Regions from separate parts of the Rattus norvegicus genome. Here region 1 is linked to region 2. The links are chromatin contacts, called in public Hi-C maps. All regions are on one chromosome and are shown on one strand. The core of a region is the stretch at or near the end of the contact, and the rest is flanking DNA. Distances in the headings are between cores, read along the strand shown.

What was found. Hi-C and Micro-C count contacts between places; a contact is called where the count stands out from the background.
Region 1: a contact with region 2 is called in a Hi-C map of kidney, with 2.4 times the contacts expected there. The contact joins two enhancer-like sites. A contact is called at or near these places in 5 of 12 Hi-C or Micro-C datasets (Schwann cells, frontal cortex, kidney and 1 more).

The regions. Positions count from the first base shown.
Region 1 is chr1:213,402,478-213,406,578 of GRCr8, reverse strand. No RefSeq gene overlaps it. Among named protein-coding and RNA genes, the nearest start is that of Rps6ka4, 57 kb to the left of the region's middle. Within about 2 kb of position 1,923, at least 3 of the 93 cell types and tissues checked have an H3K27ac peak or open chromatin away from gene starts, as enhancers often do. A contact at or near this core is called in kidney, where this site is marked.
Region 2 is chr1:213,313,990-213,318,330 of GRCr8, reverse strand. No RefSeq gene overlaps it. Among named protein-coding and RNA genes, the nearest start is that of Slc22a12, 35 kb to the right of the region's middle. Within about 2 kb of position 2,955, at least 31 of the 93 cell types and tissues checked have an H3K27ac peak or open chromatin away from gene starts, as enhancers often do. A contact at or near this core is called in kidney, where this site is marked.

The DNA.
Region 1 (4,101 bases), core at 674-3,173, 89 kb before region 2:
AGCAGTCCCTCTAGTGACAGGTAGAGGCATCTGGAGCAGGCCTCCAGGCATCCCCAGGGAAGCACCTTGGTCCTTTCCCCATCTTTTTTCTTTAATTCTGTTGCAGTCCAGCACCTTACCTAGCCTGTGATATGCCATAGGGGCGGATGGATCACAGTCCTGGTCTGGCTCTTCTAGTAACACCCACTAGATGGCGCTCTCGGCCACTTGGTTCCTGGCTCCGGCTCCCAGTGTAGCACCACTGTTTGGGGGTGGGGGCAGGAGCAGTACTTGGAGGATAAATGTGGGCGGGAGGGAGAGACGCAGCTCAGGGCTCAAATGCAGCTCATGCTGGGGTCGCAAGGGAACCTCGTATTTGAGTCTTTTTAGTGGAGGCTTTAAGGAAACACTGGCTTCGAACCCAATTGGCCATCGGGAGGGGGGCTCCTAGATGACCCCCTCACTCCATCAGGGTGGCATCCCAGAGGTAGACTGGGATGGAGAAGGTTTTTGTTTCTTTGTTTTTCCCCCAGGAAGCCGGGAGGGTGTCAGCACAGTGAGGCATCTCTCAGAACTTGATTTGTGTCCCTTGTTACTTGGGGACATGTTGGACGGGTGACTGACACGCACCAGAGACAGTGGAATGGTGATTGATCAGTGGGTAAGCCTGAGGCAGTAGAGGAGACGGCTGAGCTCTGGGACGTACGTGCTCTGTCTGGTAGTTTCTCCTGGCATCCCAACCAGATCTCTCTTGTGTGGTGAGGGCCCCTCCATGGAGGGAGCCACCAGGTCTGGCAGGCTCTGGATACAGCCTACAGTCAATGGCTAACTAATGCAATGGCCAGGAAGCTGTACTGTCCGTCAGATCTTGATAAATGTAGTGTACAGCTGATGTCCCCAAGCCTCTGTGAATATGTCCAGGGCTGGACTTAACTCTAAGACCAAATCCCTTGTCTTTGTCTTTTTCTGCTGCAGATAACGCAATCCCACAGGCTGGGGAAGCAATCAAGAAAGGAGGTTAATTTTGGTTCATGATTCTGGTCCAAGGTCAAGGGGCTGCATCTATGATATTCTTGTTGGCAGAATCCCGAGGCAGCACAGGGCATCACATGGCAAGAGGCAGGGTTCTCATGAGATCTAGCCAGCTGGCTTCTGTAACAGAGCCACTTCAGAGATAACCCATTAACTCATCAATCCATTTATCACGGGAGTGGATTAATCCACTTGGGAGGGCAGAGCCCTGTATCTTCTTAATCTCTCATAATGGGGATTAAACTTCAACACTCATTCTGAGAGAGATAATCCATAGTGTTTATTGAGCCCCTCCCTTCCCTGTCCTTTGCCCTTACCCTCTGGGGACTTGTCCCAACCGGTATCCTCTAGATCTCAGGCTCCTCTCCCAAGCATTGGGAGGTAGGGATCCATTCTGTGTAGCGCTTGGTGTGTAGCCGATTGTGCTGTGCATTCCTGCATAGAGGGGCATCTGTGCTCATGGGACCCTTCTCAGGTGATGGGCCTTGGGAAGTGAACTAGATTGAGGTGGTCTGCAGATGGACACCTCTCCAGTGATGGGTGATGAGGAGTTCATTGGTGGTGGTCCGTGCCGCAGGATGGCAGAATAGCTGCTCACACTACTACTTGTAATGGCCAGGGACAAAATCCAGGATAAAATGTAAGTCAATTTCCTGGTATTTGAGAGCTACAGGAGGTGGTGCTGGGAATGGGGGTTTGCAGAGGATGCATAGAAGGGAGGAAGGGCTGATTAACACTGACAGGACCTAAGAAAACCTTCCCTTTCCACAACAGAGGACAGGTAGAGTACTTGGTGCAGGACCTCAGGACCGAGAACAGGGTTGAGTTCCCAGCCTGCTGCAGTCTCCTGTATCAGTCCACTTGCTGTTATGGTAATGGAACACCCAAGGCAGGCTAACATTTATTTATTGGGAGGAGTCTCAAAGGCTGAAAGTCCAAAGATCATAGCACAGTCTTGGGTGAGTGCTCCTCCTGGCCGTGTACCACCTCGAGGTGGAAGGCAGCAGAGGAAACACAGTGTTGAGTGATCACATCTCCCATAGGACCAAGGTCAAGCTTTTACTGTTCTCTTAAGAGTTACCAATGGACTTCAGGCAGTTATCTTAATCATTGGTAAGAACAGCTTCTCAGGGGTCTAAGGTGTGTGTGTGTGTGTGTGTGTGTGTGTGTGTGTGTGTGTGTGTGTGTGTGACATCTGTGAATGGTTAAGGGAGGAGGGTGCAGGAGTGGCTGTGGACACTTTCAGGCACAAGAGGGCGAGAGGAAGGTGGGAGGAGAGCGGGGTTGGGTGGGAACGCCTTGCTTTGTTGTTCTGAAATAGGTCTCAGATGCTCACACAGGGTGGGAGAACAAAGATTCTGTGTGACTTGATGACTTTTTTATGACTGTGAAGAGACACCACAACCAAGACAACTTATAGAAGAAAGCATTTACTATGAGGGCTCAGGGTTCCAGAGGGTTAGCGTTCACAACCATCATGGCAGGGAGCATGACAGCAGGCAGGCAGGAATGGCGCTGGAGCAGTAACTGAGTTTACATTCTGGTCCATAAACACAAGGCAGAGAGAGAAAGCTCTAACTGGGAATGGTATGGGCCTTTTAAATCTCGAAGCCCAGTGACACACCTCCTCCAACAGGGCCACACCTCCTAATCCTTCCCAAATAGTTTCACCACCTGGGGAATCATGCATGCAAATACAGGAGCCTACAAGGGTCATTTTCATTCAAACCACCACACTGTTTCCAAAGTCCCACCATAGAAGAGAATGTCAGTCACCCTGGCTACACTGTGTGCTATCTTCCCCTGTGGAGGGCATGGCCTCGGACCAGGTGCTGTGATTTCACCGCAGAGACTGTCAACTGGCTCTCCTGGACCAGAGGACTTGTGGAGCTTCAGGGTTCCCACAGTGGGTTATCCAGATCTTCTGGGAACTGTTTGGATGTAGAGTCCACATTGAACCTGATCCCCAGTTGTTGGGACATGGTCTTCCAGGTGGTCCTAACAGCCCATGGGCAGAGTGCCAGGAGGAACCTGCTGATCTACGTCACCGTTGCTGCTAGTGAAGACAGAGGCAGGTGAGGGTGCTTGGGGGCTTAGGGGCTTATCAGGATAGACATGTGTCTAGAGAGCACACTATAAGAAGTTTGGAGAAAATGAAGACTGGATACGGGGTCGGCCAGTGGAGGGGCCTGAAGCAAGAAGATGAGTACACAGTGTGGCAGAGGTTATTAATGTTTTGGGGTTGGACTGAGCAGTCAGCCTTATCTCCAGCCACTGTAGCGATGATGGCTTCCTACAGGCTCAGGAGTGTCTACTGTCACCTCTGCACGTCTGACCTGTCAGTCATTTGGGACCAACCCCAAGGCACTGAACTGGGCATACAGCCACTTGTGTAGAGCCCGTTCCATTTCACCCCTTCCACCTTGGAGAGGGCGGTGAACTGTCTCACCTAGCCCAGTTGCTACCAGGGCTGGGACTTTCTTCTGGCCTTTAGGATCTCAAGTCAAACCTCTCTCTAGGTTCGAGTCAAGTAGACAAAAACCTAAGCAGTATCCACGTAAGAAACGTTTGTACAGATCTCGATTGGGTTCTCCTGCTTTCTGCCTGTCTTTAGAAGTTGGCTTTTCATCTCTAAAACTTCAGTACATTGTGTGTGTGTGTGTGTGTGTGTGTGTGTGTGTGTGCGTGTGTGTGTGTGCACATGCACGTCTGAGTGTGTGTATATGTTCTCATGCACACCTGAGTGTGTGTGTGTGTACGTACATGCACGCCTGAGTGTGTGTGTGTATACATGCACGCCTGAGTGTGTGTGTGTGTGCATGTGTGTGTGCATGTATGTGTGTGTATGCACATGCACATCTGAGTGTGTGTGTATATGTGCTCATGCACGCCTGAGTGTGTGTGTGCATGTGTGTGTGAGTGTGTGTGTGTGTGCTGTTATCTTGGCATGGCTCATCAGGAGCAGTTCCTGAGAGTAGATTTAGTTGTTAAGTAGTAATAGAGGAAGTCATGGGAAGGGCAGGCCGATGGACCGGTACGTAGGTGGGTAACTGGGCCTCAGCCACAAGAATGGTATGGGATACATATGTC
Region 2 (4,341 bases), core at 1,706-4,205:
AATTCTGCCAGTGGATGTGGAACCAAGGTGGGAGAGAGCGAGTCCACGGTTCCAGTGGGCACATTCCAGCCAGAGCATCCCACACCCAACACACACACACACACACACACACACACACACACACACACACACCCCTGAGTTTCATCCCTTCTGATAGACACAGATGTCCAAGGGCTCCTGTGATGGGTGGTCCAGGTACCCTTTGTCCTGTGTGCCCCTTTGAGCCCTGGCAGATGGATGAATCGTAGCATCTGAACATAGTAGATTGGGCAGTAGCTCTCCCGCTGCTCCCAGCACAGGGTCAGCTGCCCTTCTCAGGGCAACAGTCAAGGCTGAGTCTCAGTTTCTATTGCTGCTACAGAACACTAGGACCAAAATCCAAATCCCACATCACTGTCTTTAAAGGAAGTCAAGACAGGAACTCAATCAGAGCAGGATTCTGGAGACAGGAGCTGACGCAGAGGCCCTGGAGCTCACTGGCTTGCTTCCCCTGCCTTGCTCAGCCTGCTTTCTTATAGAACCCAGGACCACCAGCCCAGGGGTGGCACCACCCACAATGTGCTGGGCCCTCCCCCATCAACCACTAATTAAGAAAATGCCTTACAACTCCATCTCACAGAGGCATCTTCTTTTTCCAGTTGAGGTTCTCTCCTTTCAGATATCACCAACGTGTGTCAAGTCGACGTAAAACTTCCCAGCACCTGCTGGCTTCCCCTCAGCCCTCCTACAAGGCTCACACCTGGCTGACTGGCTTCCATTCAGACTTTGCCCTGGGAGGAAAAAGACCCAGGTCTCAGTGTCACAGACTTTGCTGCTCGATTTCCACCCCCTTACCCCCACCCCGCCACCCCCAATCCCTTATCTGTGCCCCTTGGATCACTTTGGGAATAAAAAGTTTATCCAATCCTCTCACATGGGCTGGGACGGAATCCTGATCTAAGACATGGCTTTCTGTTGTCTTTGTGAAGTGTGACAACTGACTCATTGCAGCCCTCTGATGCCGCGCTGACCCTAGATGGTCAGGACTGCATCCTGCTCAGGTTAACATCCAGGAGAAATGTCCACGGAACAGCAAAGCTCAGAGGAATCCAATGCCTTGTCAAGCCCAACAGCTGGTGCCATGGAGAGGTCAGCCACCCCAAGCCTTCTGAGCATACGCTCACTGCACTAAGAGCTGCCTTCCCCAGCAGCTCCTGTTTGTGGCTGGTTCCTCTCTGTACAGCCATAGATAAATAGAACAGACGTCGGGGTGGAGTTGCGGAGAAATAGCGCTCTGAACCACACTTTATCTTGCCTTTAACTTGCTGCAGAGGCAGGGACCTGAGTCCACACCCAGAACACTTTGAAAATGTCAGGTGTGGTAGAGCAGCACTTGTGATCTCAGCACTGGGGAGGCAGAGACAGGAGGATTCCTGACTTGGTGGCTGACAGCCTTGTTCCAGGTTCAGAGAGACACTGTATCAAGGGAACACAGTGGAGAATGATTGACACCCAGCATCCTCCCCCACATACACACGCACACGCACGCGCGCGCACACACACACACAGAGGGACAGGGGCTGAGGTATGGCTCAATGGTAGAGCACCAGGCTTCCACCCTGCATCGCCCCCCAAAAAGAAAGAGGACTAAGGATTGAGTATGAAACTTCCTTCCTCCATCTTTCTTTTTTTTATTTAAAAAAAAAAAAAGCTTCTATGTGAATGAATTCTGGAAGGTTTGAAAAGATGAAGTTTTGTGACACAAGATCCACCTGAAGTGCTGCTGGCCAAGAGTGAAGAGGATTTGAAGAGAGTACAGCAGTGGGCTCCTGACGCTCCAGGGGTCTCTGAAGTGATGCCCTCAAGGAGGGGGAAAGCGAAGAACCAGCATGGATGCCCTACCCATGGCCCATCAGTACCTCCTGCCCAGCGGTCTGACTGGGAAGCTGGTGGCCTTCGTGGTGACTGTTGCTGTCTTTCTGCCAGGTCTGCTCACAAGGATGGGCTGGGAACGGATCAGAGTGGACGCCAGAGTGAGAGACGCTGCAGTGTCCTGTCCCTGCCTTCTGAGGAGCAGGACTGGGTCTGCCTGGTTACAGCCTCAGCTGGCAAAGACAAAGAGAAGCAGTGGGGGTCCCCGGGATGACGGTGATGGTATTAGTAGCCACCATGGTGATGGTAGTGAGAGAGCAGTAACAGAGGTGACGGTGATGTGTCGATGGTGCTGAAGATGGTGATACTCACAGGAATGATGGCAGCAGTGGAGGTAGTGCTGGGTGATGGTGACAGTGGTGGTTGTGGTAAAGATTGTGATGGGTGGTGATGGTGATGGTGGTGGTGGTGGTGGTGGTGGTGATGGTGGTGGTGGTGGTGATGATAATGGTAATGATGGTGATAATGGTAATGATGGTGGTGATGATGATGATGGTGGTAGTGGTGATGGTGGTGGTAGTGATGGTGATGATGGTGGTGATGGTGGTGGTGGTGATGACAGATTATGGTGGTTGACATGACATGGTTATAACTGTGATAATGACGGTGATGGTGGAGGTGGTGGTGGGTAGTAGTGGGGGGGGTGGAAGTAAGTGTTTATTGGTTCATTATCTCATTTACCCTCACCACTTTAAGTAGGAGACCTTGTCTTTGAGGGCAGGAACTAGTAAGTTCATCTGAAAGCCTTTGGTTTCCTTGAGGGGAGCCCTTAAGTGAGCCTGGTTCTGTGAAGAACAGGTGTTCACCTCATCCCAACGAGTTTACTGAGACCCCAGAGAGGTGAGAGCCACAACCTCACAGCGGGCCCAGGGCGTGCTCGGCGCCCTCCCCCCACCCCCAACCCCCCCCCCCCCCCGCACTCAGAAATGTTGCAGTTCCGGATGTGACCACCAGGTGGCGAGGCAGCAGCACAGAGGCCCTGCCCCCAGCAGCCCTAGAAAAGCAGAAAATACAAATTAAAAATTCCTTGGCTTGGACAGGGAAGTCAGTTGGAGATTCCGGGAGCCTTCTGGCAAATCCTGGAGGTTTGACCTTCTGCTAGCCAAGCCTGGAGGAGTCCGTGACAGGCAAAGGGCAGGAAGGGAGTTGGAAGGGAAATAAATTCCTCCCCACATGCTTTGGATTTCAGCCTCCTGGAGCCAAGAGACTCTCAGCACAGCAGAAGCTCCAGAGGCTCAGGGGCAGGGCAGTGCTGTGCATGCGAACCCAGCCTGTTTTGCAAACACTGCTCTGTTTCACAAACTAAAAACCAGAGGGCCAGGAATTTGAGGCCATGCCTCAAGATTAACTCCAGGTACCAGGCCCTGTGGCTGGTCTAACCCTCTCCCACCACCTCCCATGCGCTCCTCTGGCCTGGTTACTCCATCTCTCTGGATCTGCTAGGCAGCACAGTGAGCCCCTGCTGAGGCTCTACATTGATCCCCAAATGCACAAGGGAGGCTCCTGGAAGTTCAGGGTCCTCACCCATGCACAATTTTCTCCAGAACCTACTCAGACACCCAGGGCTGTGACTTGGCTGAGATTCCGACCCATATCCTGTATGGGACCAACTGGGGGCCACTCAGCCACTGCCCTCGGGGCATCTGGGAAAGTTTAGGCTTTGGTGTCTGGTTTGAATTTGAGCTTGGCAGTGTGGCCTTGGCCAAGTTGCCTGCCCTCTCTGAGCCTCATTTTCTTGTAGGAGGGGGTGAACTCCTGTTTGTCTCTTAGGCGGCTATGAGAGGAGAAAGAGGACACACAGGGACAGCTGCCACCAAGGGGCACAGCTCAGACTTACACTAGGGTCAGGCTGGCTACATCCTTTCAGGAATCGTGGGAGATGAGTTGACTTCAGGTGACCAAAGAGTTGGGGAAGTTCCACAGGTACGCATCCACTCCGGCCCTTGGGTGACTTCGGAGAGAGGCTGATAAATGGCAGCTGGGTTTCACCCTGAAGATTTCAGTCAGATAAAGACAACCTCAGACAGCCATCTGGGTAGGTGGCTAGGTGTGTGAAAGACTGAGGACCTGAGTTTAATACCTGGGTTCCATAGAATGGCGGGAGAGCACCAACCCTGCAGGTTATCTTCTGAACTACACACGCCTACACGCACATGAAAATACTCACACACATACACATACCCCCAAATAACCAAGTGAGTAAACAAGCCGTGACTGCCAGCAGCAGCCACTGAACTCACTGGGTCTGGCGAGGCCCATGGTTTCCGGCTGGGTCAGCCCCACCCCACTCTGGGGTGAGAAGAGTCAGGGATAGCAGCCCAGGATGAGGTTGAACTTTAACTGATCCCACGTAAGGAGCGGCCACAGCCAATCTCTCTGTTGCCAGAACTCAGTAACAACACAGCCTACACTGGGGGTTGGAAATGTCTG